2 separate regions of the Thunnus thynnus genome follow, and region 1 is linked to region 2. A link is a contact called in public Hi-C data. All regions are on one chromosome and are shown on one strand. Each heading gives the region's core, a stretch centred on a gene start, on an enhancer-like site or on the middle of the called end of the contact. The rest is flanking DNA. Distances are from core to core; before and after follow the strand shown.

Evidence for each region. Hi-C and Micro-C count contacts between places; a contact is called where the count stands out from the background.
Region 1: a Hi-C map of muscle shows a contact between it and region 2, with 6 times the contacts expected there. The contact joins the promoter of endou2 here to the promoter of LOC137195834 in region 2. A contact is called at or near these places in 3 of 3 Hi-C or Micro-C datasets (heart and muscle).

The regions. Positions count from the first base shown.
Region 1 is chr13:18,876,886-18,881,754 of fThuThy2.1, reverse strand. It overlaps endou2 (endonuclease, polyU-specific 2), which reads left to right and starts at 2,557. Exons shown (of 7, transcript XM_067608491.1): 1 at 2,557-2,767; 2 at 4,457-4,623. The coding sequence starts at 4,522. It overlaps rnf14 (ring finger protein 14), which reads left to right. Exons shown (of 9, transcript XM_067608489.1): 9 at 1-1,446.
Region 2 is chr13:18,728,355-18,733,813 of fThuThy2.1, reverse strand. LOC137195834 (rho GTPase-activating protein 26-like) reads left to right here and starts at 2,243. Exons shown (of 24, transcript XM_067608478.1): 1 at 2,243-2,986. The coding sequence starts at 2,833.

The DNA of each region.
Region 1 (4,869 bases), core at 1,308-3,807, 150 kb before region 2:
AAAGGAAAGTTTGAGCTTTTATCTCAGAGAAATTCAGCTGTGATTTGAAATGATTTCAGTTTGGTATTGTGATATATATTTTCTAAAAAAAAAACACCAAAAAAAAACAAGCCCACTCTTGTGGTTATTGAGCATCGAAGCCACATACTTGCACAACTATGTATTGATGATCATTAGTGGCTATTGTCTTTCAAACCTTTAAAATATGACAGTGTCATAGGACTGTACTTTTAATTTAAAAAAAATGCATCAATTAGAGAACTACTTTCTTTCCTGATTGGACATCCACATCATGATGGGTTTTGGCATCTCACAGGTTTATAATGATCAAGAGCTGATAACTGAGCCACTGACCAAGCTCGTTTGTTACATTAAAACATGTTTGCTACCAGTTAACCGGCAAATTAGGTGAAAGAAGATCTTGTATTTGCCCTTCTTTGTCATATTAAAGTATCCTGCTTGTTAAATAGTATCTTAAAGTATAGCTAACTTTATGTCACATGTCAAAATTATGACACAGCTAACTTTTCTTTTAAGCAAGCTTCATGGGGGATATTTAAGTGAATTTCAAGATCTAAACAAGATGCTTGCACACACACATAGACACATAGAGGATGAAAGCATTGGAGACACACCAAGAGACTCTTCACTCAACCATAATTCCAAAACTGAGGTTTTGTTTTTTTTTTCAGCTTTAGTCTAAATGGGAAACCCTTATACTCCCCTTAGACTGATACAATGTGTGAAACTTTTCTCTTTTGTTTTAATTATGTTTAGATGAGATTTTTCTTGAGATGAGATAATTTACAGGAACATCAAATGATGAGTCAATCAGTGTGGAAAGAGGGAAAGAGAGACAGTGGTTGTGGGGTTTATAATTATTTGTTTGAGTTATATGTATTTGCCCGTAGAGAATGTAATAATGGAGGACATTAACAGTGGATCATCAAGACCGGTGTGAGAAAGGAAATCCTCATTTGGTGAACAGCCGAGGCATTTAGTGATGGTTTGACTAGATTCATTTACATCGTTCTTTGTACAGCTGATGTTTAATGTTGCCAAATATGTTTATGAAAGGGGGGCACAGCATTTTGATAATGTCTAGATATACAAAAGGTATTTTGTATAAAGGTAATTATATATATTTTTTAACAGTTTATCCCATACAAGCAATTTGGCCTGAAGTTAAACCCTCATATCAGATCTGGTCTTTTTCAACATTAATAAATAAATTTGCTCCTGTGTAGACTACTTTGGGAATTGATGCTGGTCTGGACAGGTAAAAAGACAATCTCTTGTTCAGTCTTGAAATGCACATGGATTCACTTTACCCATCAGTGCAGACCCACTGACCCACTTCATGTTTCATTCAAGAAAAGTTTTATTCAAGAATCTTGTTAAAATGCATTCAGCATTCTGTTCCTCAAAATAAATGTTATCACTTAACATGTTGTCTGTTTTAATCATTGAATGGGAGACAAAAATGCTAATTTGGTGCCAGTATAATAGTGTTTTCTGTTGCTGTGGGGTCATGAGACAGTTAAATGCAAGTGTTTATAGGTATTTTAAACTGTTTTACTCTCATAAGTTGTACCTCAAAAATATATACCTCCTACGTGGACCATAATTAGGCTTCACAGAATATTAACATGATACAGCTTGCCGCCAAGGTGACGTTACCATGCCTCTTTACTGCCATTTCTCCTGGGTTTTTACAGTAAGGTTAAATTCATAGTGTTCTTGTTTCAATCTCACTGAGGCTCACAGCGCCTTTTTTCACATGTAGAGGTGTGATTTTTTTTCTCACTCAACACACTGCTGACTCATTCACATATGAAACTTATAGGTGGGTATGGTTGAGCCAGATTACTCAAGACTCCAAAGTTCAGTTTCCTTTAAGGTACTGTTTTTACAGCTCTCAATTTTATGGTTCTATAAATATAGCGTTCAGTGCAAAAAGTGAAAATAACGCAATTGAAAACAGTTCAGACGGTTACATATATGTATGAATATATACATTGTTTTGATGTGTCATTCAACAAGAATGTTTTAGAAGTTTTAAAGATAATGAAGAAAATGATACAAGAAAATATAGAACATACGTTTTTACATGTGTTTTTTTTTTTTGTAGATTATGAGAATTTTTTTTTTCCTCAGTTTTTACTAAACCCTTTTCAGACTATGGATCATTTAGAATAAAATGTCAAAATCAAACACTAGAGAACAACTCCCAAACCAAGAGTATTTGCAGTTAGGTTGAAAATTTAGCTTTCTGTGGTGCTTCAAGTACACCTTTAACTATACCTTTACAACATCTGGTTACCTGAAACATGACCCATATTTACCCTGTAATCCCGAAGTTGTGCTGTTACAGAGAGAGAAACAATGAAATACTAAAGAAACAAAGAGCCCTGAGATTGAAAAGAGACAACATTGTGTAATCCCTTTGGCTAGAGTTGCTGACAGGGGATAACCCTTTAAAATGGCCCCTCTCTCCTGTCCTGTCCCATCCCCTGCCTCGTGCTCTATGCCCCCCCCCCCCCCCCCCCCCCCCCCAGCCTCTGTCTTTCTCCATACACGCTGACAGACAGACTGGCTGACTGACTGAACTGTTACTATGCCCCTAAAGACACCTGCTCTCATAAACACAGGAAGCCATCAACAGCAGCACCTGGCCAACACCGAGGAACATCACCAACCCTTCAAGCATTAGTTGCTTTCCCCTCACTTAACCATAACAGCAGCAGGACAACACTCAAAGGAAAAGGTCAGTGGATTTTGATGTGGTGGCTGATGGGGATGCGGTCTGGGACTCGGACACGGAGCTCAGTGTCATGGATGTGAGATGTGTTGTCAGCCATGATTTCGGGGAATGCAGTGGTGGTACACAAATGTTGAGTTGTATGGAAAAGCTTTTTCATGGGGAAGCTATTATGTTTTTACAACGCTGTGGACGATTATAGGCCTACATTACCTTCATGATAACCAGTGTTTTGTGATTATGTGTAAAGTCTTGACTATTAAAATGATCTTTCTGGTCACAAACATGCTAAATCAACTCATTAAGTATTTTAATAGTAGCATTTTGATATGATGTTTTTTTATTTATCACCTTCTTTATAAATTAAAGCTACCTTTAGCAGGGGATTGTTAAATATGAATGAATGAATGAATGAATGACGTATTTCAACTATGCTCAGCCTGCATGCGCTTCAAAGACCTCAAATAAAGAATGACATTTTCAATCACTACTATACTACTAGTCAAAAAAATAAAGGAAACTAAGTAATTGTCACAATCATATTTTCAGACCTTTACGTCTACAACAAAATTCATAAATCACTGACAAAACATGTACAGCATCATAGTGGAGAAATCAGAATAAATACTCATTAAATAATACGCCTCATCTTCTTTTCAAGGCTTTAAAGACAAAGTTATCCAAATGAAATACATCAAAATCAGAAACAAATATCACAAAATCATGCGTACACCAGAATATTTCGGGTTTTTGTCGAATCATTTAATGGAAAATTGACTTTCATTATAATCATTACAGTATACACATTACAAAATGGGACTAATTTTCCACTTCTCGAAAGTCACACGGCTCACACGTTCAATTACACCTTGAATATTCACCAACCTCTATTACTCAGCAGAGGAAAAATACCAGTTTATACCAGTAAGTGAGCGGTAACATACATGATGTACATGAGTGCTCTCATTTCTGAGAGCTAGAAGCATTTGAAGGAAAATTTGTTGCTCATACACTTTCACAGATGAAACTCATCTGTGAAAGTGTATGAGCAACAAATTAATTATTAATAAAATGCTCTTCAAGTCAAAGACACAACTTTATAGGATTTGGATTTATCTGTTTAATAACTCATTAATTGACAATAGTTAATTATTTGAATCTAAAAAGGAATTCATGTATCAGTAAACTAAATGCCTTGATATATATCTGAGGTCTTTAAGCTTTTCCTCCCATGTTTCCCATTTTACATCAAGTTAATGTTTTGGAATTCAATTCTGAACACAACTTGATTTTTAAAATAATATTTTTCAGGTATTTACAGATAAAAAATAAACTTAACACTAACTTTAAAGATCATCAGTCATCTGACAAGTATTAAAATCCTCAATGTCCATAGATACCTTCATGCAAAATTATCTCATAAACACAGAAGTCCATAGATGGTTTAGCAGTGCATTATATTTTCTTATCATGTTATATTTGCATATAAACACTAAAATGTGCAATATCTCCTCCTAAAATATACTGAGGTAAACACAAAATATAAAGTACCACTACCTCAAACTGAATATCTTAATACAGTACTTTTTGTTGCTGTCCACTGCTGAAGCTCACTGCTCAAACATCTTGATTTTAGTCAAAGTGCCTCCAAGCCTATAGCAGCAGAATCTTCATGAACTGTTTCTTTCCTGCCAGAGACGCACTGAGACCAACCATCTACAGCTCGTCCACTGCGGGACCAAGAACACGACGGTCGTATCATGATTGAGAGTGACAGAGAGCTGTCGTCCATGGTGCAGGAACTATGGGACAATGATGTCAACAGACTCAAACCTGGAAAAGACTACAGGATCTCTCTGCAGGTGCACCACACACACACACACACACACACACACACACACACACACACACAACCCCAACCCTAAACGTAACCACTACTTGCCTAACCCTAAACCTTATCCTAACCTTAACCACTGATCCAAAAATCAGTGTTTTGCCAATTGGGGACATGGCTTTGGTCCCCAGTCGGACAAGCTGTCCCCAATCAACTGGTCTTAAGTCTGAAATTTGTCCCCAAAAGTAACCTATGACAGACCCACACGCACACA
Region 2 (5,459 bases), core at 994-3,493:
TCCAGTTTCACACAATTAGACTTTAAATTAAAATGACCAACAATTATCAATCAAAAAATATCAATCACAACAATTTGCAAGTACAAAAAGTCACTTCAATGTTGACTAAATAAAAAAAAAAATCTGTTGCAGTGTAGCATTGTGCCAACAGAGGGCGACAGAGAGTAGTGGAGGCTTTAATCCAACGCAGATATCCTCAGCAGAAATTCCCCGCTCTGGTTGAAATGACATCAGCATCTGCTCCCACCAACCACACTCCCAGCCCGCTACCGGCAAAGATTGTCTATACTCGTGAAGATGTAATGCTCAACATACATTTGACCGTACTTGCTGGCATGAATTCTGTATTAACATGCACTCTATTCTGTCCTTATGCACTGCTACAACTAACTGACTTCAAATGTTTCATAACTTAGAGGCTTTAGTTACTTTCAACCTTTTTATTCTGTGGCAAAATTCATCAAGATGATATTAACTGCTTTAACTGGGTCCATGTTTGCTTGATTGACAGATGTGTGCAATTTTTTTGCTTGTTCCACATGAGCTCCAACCCCAAGAACACACTCTTACTGGACACATATTTGTGACCTAGTTTGTTCACAGCTGATTTAGCTCAGCTTCCACTTTATCTTGGTGTACATGCATATACAACGGGGTAAATGTTGATTGTAACATCCTCAGCCCATGACTGGTCCTCCTCTTTCCCAAATTCAATTTCAGTTCAATTCAGTTTTATTTCTATAGTGCCAAATCATAACAAAAGTTATCTCAGGGCACTTTTCATATAGAGCAGGTCAACATTGTACTCTTTAATTTACAGAGACCCAACAATTCCTCCATGAGCAAGCACTTGGCGACAGTGGCAAGGGAAAACTCCCCTTTAACGGGAAGAAACCTCAAGCAGAACCAGGCTCTAGGTGGGCGGCCGTCTGCCTTGACCGGTTGGATTGAGGCAAATGAAAACAGATCTTGCCTGAACCAAGTTAATTGTGCATTCAGGCAGTCCAGGGAAACTTATCAAGTCAGAAATGTTTATTACCAGCAAATTGTCCTGAACGTCCGACATCAAAGTGATAAATTTAGTGCTAAGTGGGCAATTGTTTCATGATACTGAGGTTTACAGTGCTACAGTACAATGGTCCTCAGTCCGATTTAAACCATGAATCTGGCTCAAATCTCACTGGGGACCTCTTTTGCTAGTGACATGGATGGTTATGTTAGTCTGTCCACCACTTTACTTCATGCAGATTGGGTAAATTATCCAATTTGCACATTCACGGTCCTCAGAGGATGAATACCATTGATTTTGGTGATCACCTGGCATTTCCTCTATAGCGCCATCATAAGGTTGACATGTGTGGATCAGACTGAAATATGTTGAGAACTATTGGGTGGATTGCCATAAAATTTACTGCAGGTATTTAAGATCCTTAAAGGATCAGTTCTAATTACTCTGGTGTAGGCCTGCCCCGGACTTTTGATCAAGCACCATCATAAGGTCAAAATTTCAATATGCCCAACCTACTGGCATGACCAAATATCTAAAGCTAATGACGTTCCCATCAACCTCAATTGTACTTTGTGTTTAGTACTACTTAGCAGATGTTAGCATGCTAACAGGCTAAATTAAAATGGTGTACCTGAATGCATGTTTGTCACTCAAAGCACCGTTGTGCCAATGTACAGCCTCACAGAGCAGCTAGTGTGGCTGTAGACATTATATTTCTCATTTGGAGGAGTCTTTGAAACGAGACAGGCTTAGTTGACCCTTTATGACCTTTTCAGCCCTGAAAGAGATAGACTTGACGTCCATTTTTTTCTTCTTTTTCCTCGTATTGTTTCTCATATATTTCTTTGTTTTTATTGGATTATTGTCTATTGATTGTTTAGTTTTTCTGTCCATTTTTGTGCTTTTTGTTGTCATTTATTTTTTTGTTGTATTTTCCTTAATTATGTTAGCTTATATCTTCTTCCTTTTTTGTTATTTGTTTGTTTGTTTTTCTCATTAAATTGAATGGAGATCCGTTGCAAAAGCCTGTGGCTTCCTTACCTCTCCTGTCACATTTATTTTTATTATCTACAGTTTTTATGCAGTCTTAAGCGTTTGTATAAACGACACCAGAGTGAGACCTCATCTATTTTTTCTCATCTCTGTTCTTGAGCAGCTCACCGCCCCGAACGGTCAGCTCTTCAATCCGGCCTCTTCATTGGCCGAGAGAGACGTCAATCAGGGGATTATCCGTGTTGGGGTAGGTTGATTACGGTCTGCGGCGCTGAGCTGAGCAGGGCAGGGGAGAAAGCAGTGCATTTAAAACCGCCCAGGGAAGATACCGCATTTACGAGCCTAGTTTTGTTTTTGTTTTTTTTTGCACCACCTTCCTCGCCTCTGTCTGACTCTGTCCGGTCCAGAATGACTTGGTCGAGAGGAATGCAGCACCGGTTCACCTGAGCAAGTGGACACTTTTCTTTAAAACCCCGCCAACACTCCTGCTAGTCTGCTGTGACTTTTTATTTCATTGAATTGGATGCTGCTGCTGCTATTCTGAAAGAAATAGGAACAGTCCTGCTTGTGTCAACTTGAATGTTTACCTAAAAAAAAGAAGGTTATGTAGCTAGGTAGTCCTTTCTGTTGGATACATCTCCGCCGGGTTGTTTATATGTTGTAATTGGATTTTCCATCATTTCCAGCAGCAGCAGCAGCAGCAGCAGTAGTACCTCACGTCAAGGATTTCTCTCCTCCTCCTTCTCCTCTTGCTCCTCCGTCTCCTGCTCGGAGCTTTTTGCCGGGTGGTCCAGGTTGTGTCTAAAAAGAAGAAGAAGAAGAAGAAGAAGATGGGACTTCCTGCCCTAGAGTTCAGTGACTGCTACCTGGACAGCCCGCAGTTTAGGGAGAGACTCAAGTCCCACGAACTGGAGCTGGACAAGACCAATAAGTTCATCAAGGAGCTGATTAAAGACGGCAAGGCGCTGATCCAGGCTTTGAAAAGTAAGTGTGTGTGAGAGAAATGAGTCTTTTTGCACTATTAACTCACTGACATTCATACATACTGCCCATATTATGGACTGGGAATGGGTTACAGAAAAAAGTTGAGATGCCTCCAGGTGTGTGTGTGTGTCAAAGAGAAAGAGACATCTCAACTGCTCTGGAGGTCTTATCTCATTTACACTGAAATCATATGAAAACCTGACACTCTTGCTTGACACTCTGTGCGCCACTGATAAGGCACATAACAGAGGTGAAGAGGCAAGTTGGGTGAATTTGAGTGGAGCGGTGCACAGTGTCCTCTGGAGCTGTCAGCACATTTGTTCTCCTCAGCCTACATTAGGAGGCATTTAGATGGCATTCACTCACACCGATGAGTGCTGGTATGTGCACGAGTGCGTCAAAGGCTGCGATGTCGTTTAATGTTGATAAAGGTTTTTGACTACTAAAGTTCATCCTGTAAAATAGCTGTTATAAAAGACACGAGGGAGTAGCTTGTTTTGCCCTCCTGACTGTTTATGAGGTGAGTCAGAATGTGGAAAACCAGTTTTTTTTGTTATTTGATAAATACAGTATGAATGAAAAGCTGGGCGGCTGGGTACCAGGGTAATGGGAAGGCTCAGTTTAATCATAAACATCAAAATTGAATATAAAAATTGATATGTTTAGGTACAATAAGACTTGAGATGGTTTAAGTTAGGTGAGCCTTTGCTGTTGTTAAGGTTCAGGAAGAATCTGACCTCCGCCTGAATCCATGAGAGGACTGGATTTATTTCTCTGAAGTTGTATTTCATGTCCGGGTTTGCTGCTTATCTTACGTTCATTCTTCACTCTTGGAAAATGTGTGTAAAAACAAATCCAATATTCTAATGTGATGTGCAAAATATGGCGATCTTGTCAACTCAGTCTGGCTTGTTCTTGTTATATTACACTATGTGCACCATGACTTAAAAACTATAACACCAGAAGAATAAAGGCTAACTTAAGATAAAATAACTTCAACTCACATCATCCAAGATCATTTTAACTAAACTTAACCACACAAAAACAAACTAAAACATATAACAGTCATGTTATTCTCATATTTATCTGATGAATGTACTCTGAAATCTTTTGTCAGATATTGCTGTGAGAATATTAATGACACTTTCTACAGCGGCCACGCCTCCAAGTATCACAAATTCTATTGATTAGGGATAGAACCAATGTCCAATCTTATCTATAAGCCTATAAGATATTTCATATCAGCAAGTCAGTATCCTCTCACAAGATGAAAGTGATTCAGTGTGTTTTACTACATATTTATTGTCAAGTTGAACATGTCTTCAACCTGTCAAGCATTACGTCTTTTTTCATTGTTTTGGCTTGAAAATAGACAGAAGAAATTGTGTTACCAGCATCGAAAGCCTATTTACTGCAAGTCTTTTCATTTCCGTAGCTACAGGATCGGCTGCCGTTTCAACTTGTGGGTTAAATTTGTGTTTACTTTGCATGATGCAACATGGTACATGCATGGACACTCCTGATACTGTTGATGCTCTTGTGTTTTGGTAGGTAGTATATTATTATTCACACTGGTCTAGAAACGAAAAGAAGAAAAATCGTGGGAGGTCCAGGACAGACCAGGCTACCAGTTAACCTGAACTTTCCACCCCTGTGTCATCGACTGTACCTTTTTTTTTTTTTTTTTTTTTTTTTTTTTTTTAAAAACAAACTAGCTCTGTTCTCTGTCACCACAAAGCTCTGTCAGCTGATGTGTTGCTATAAAGACACATCTGTTTTTGTCCATTGGCGAGATCTAGAAATCAAACAGCATGGTCTGATTCGCTGAGGTTGGGATGAGAGAGAGAGAGAGAGAGTCATTTGCTTGTTCTGTGCTATTGTAACAGGGTGCTGCCTAGAAAGAGCAAGTCAGCACATTTTCCTAGTTAATCTTTTTATACCTGTGCTACACAGTAGTACGGGCTTTTGCTGGTACATGAGACGAGACTCAGTGAGTTGTGACACGTCTTTCCTGTCAGGTCTGTCCTGGGATTTTTTTTTTTTTTTTTTTTTAAGTTGCTAATTGCTGCTGGAGGAGGTTGCCCAAAGTCTCCTGACAGCTTTCACATGTGTTTTTGTTGTAATGACTACATGTATGCTACCACAGAAGGAGAGAGCGAAACATTTACAACCACCATGTGCCATGTTACTCAGATCCTAACAGTGCCACTGTGGACTGAAGCCCGTCATTATGTCTCCGTCCTGTCTGGGTTTATCAGTACAGTTCAGTGTACACGGCCTGTATAGGGTGATATGATGATTTGATTTGATTTCACATATTCTTCTTCTTACAAATAATATCTTATGATGACTTGTTGATGATATAGATATAGCTTTTTCTGTGAGTGTTTTAGGCCATTGCATTGTTTTAATTCAATAAGTTGGACTGCTTTATGGCAACACTGGATTTACAGGATTTTTGCATCAACACGTT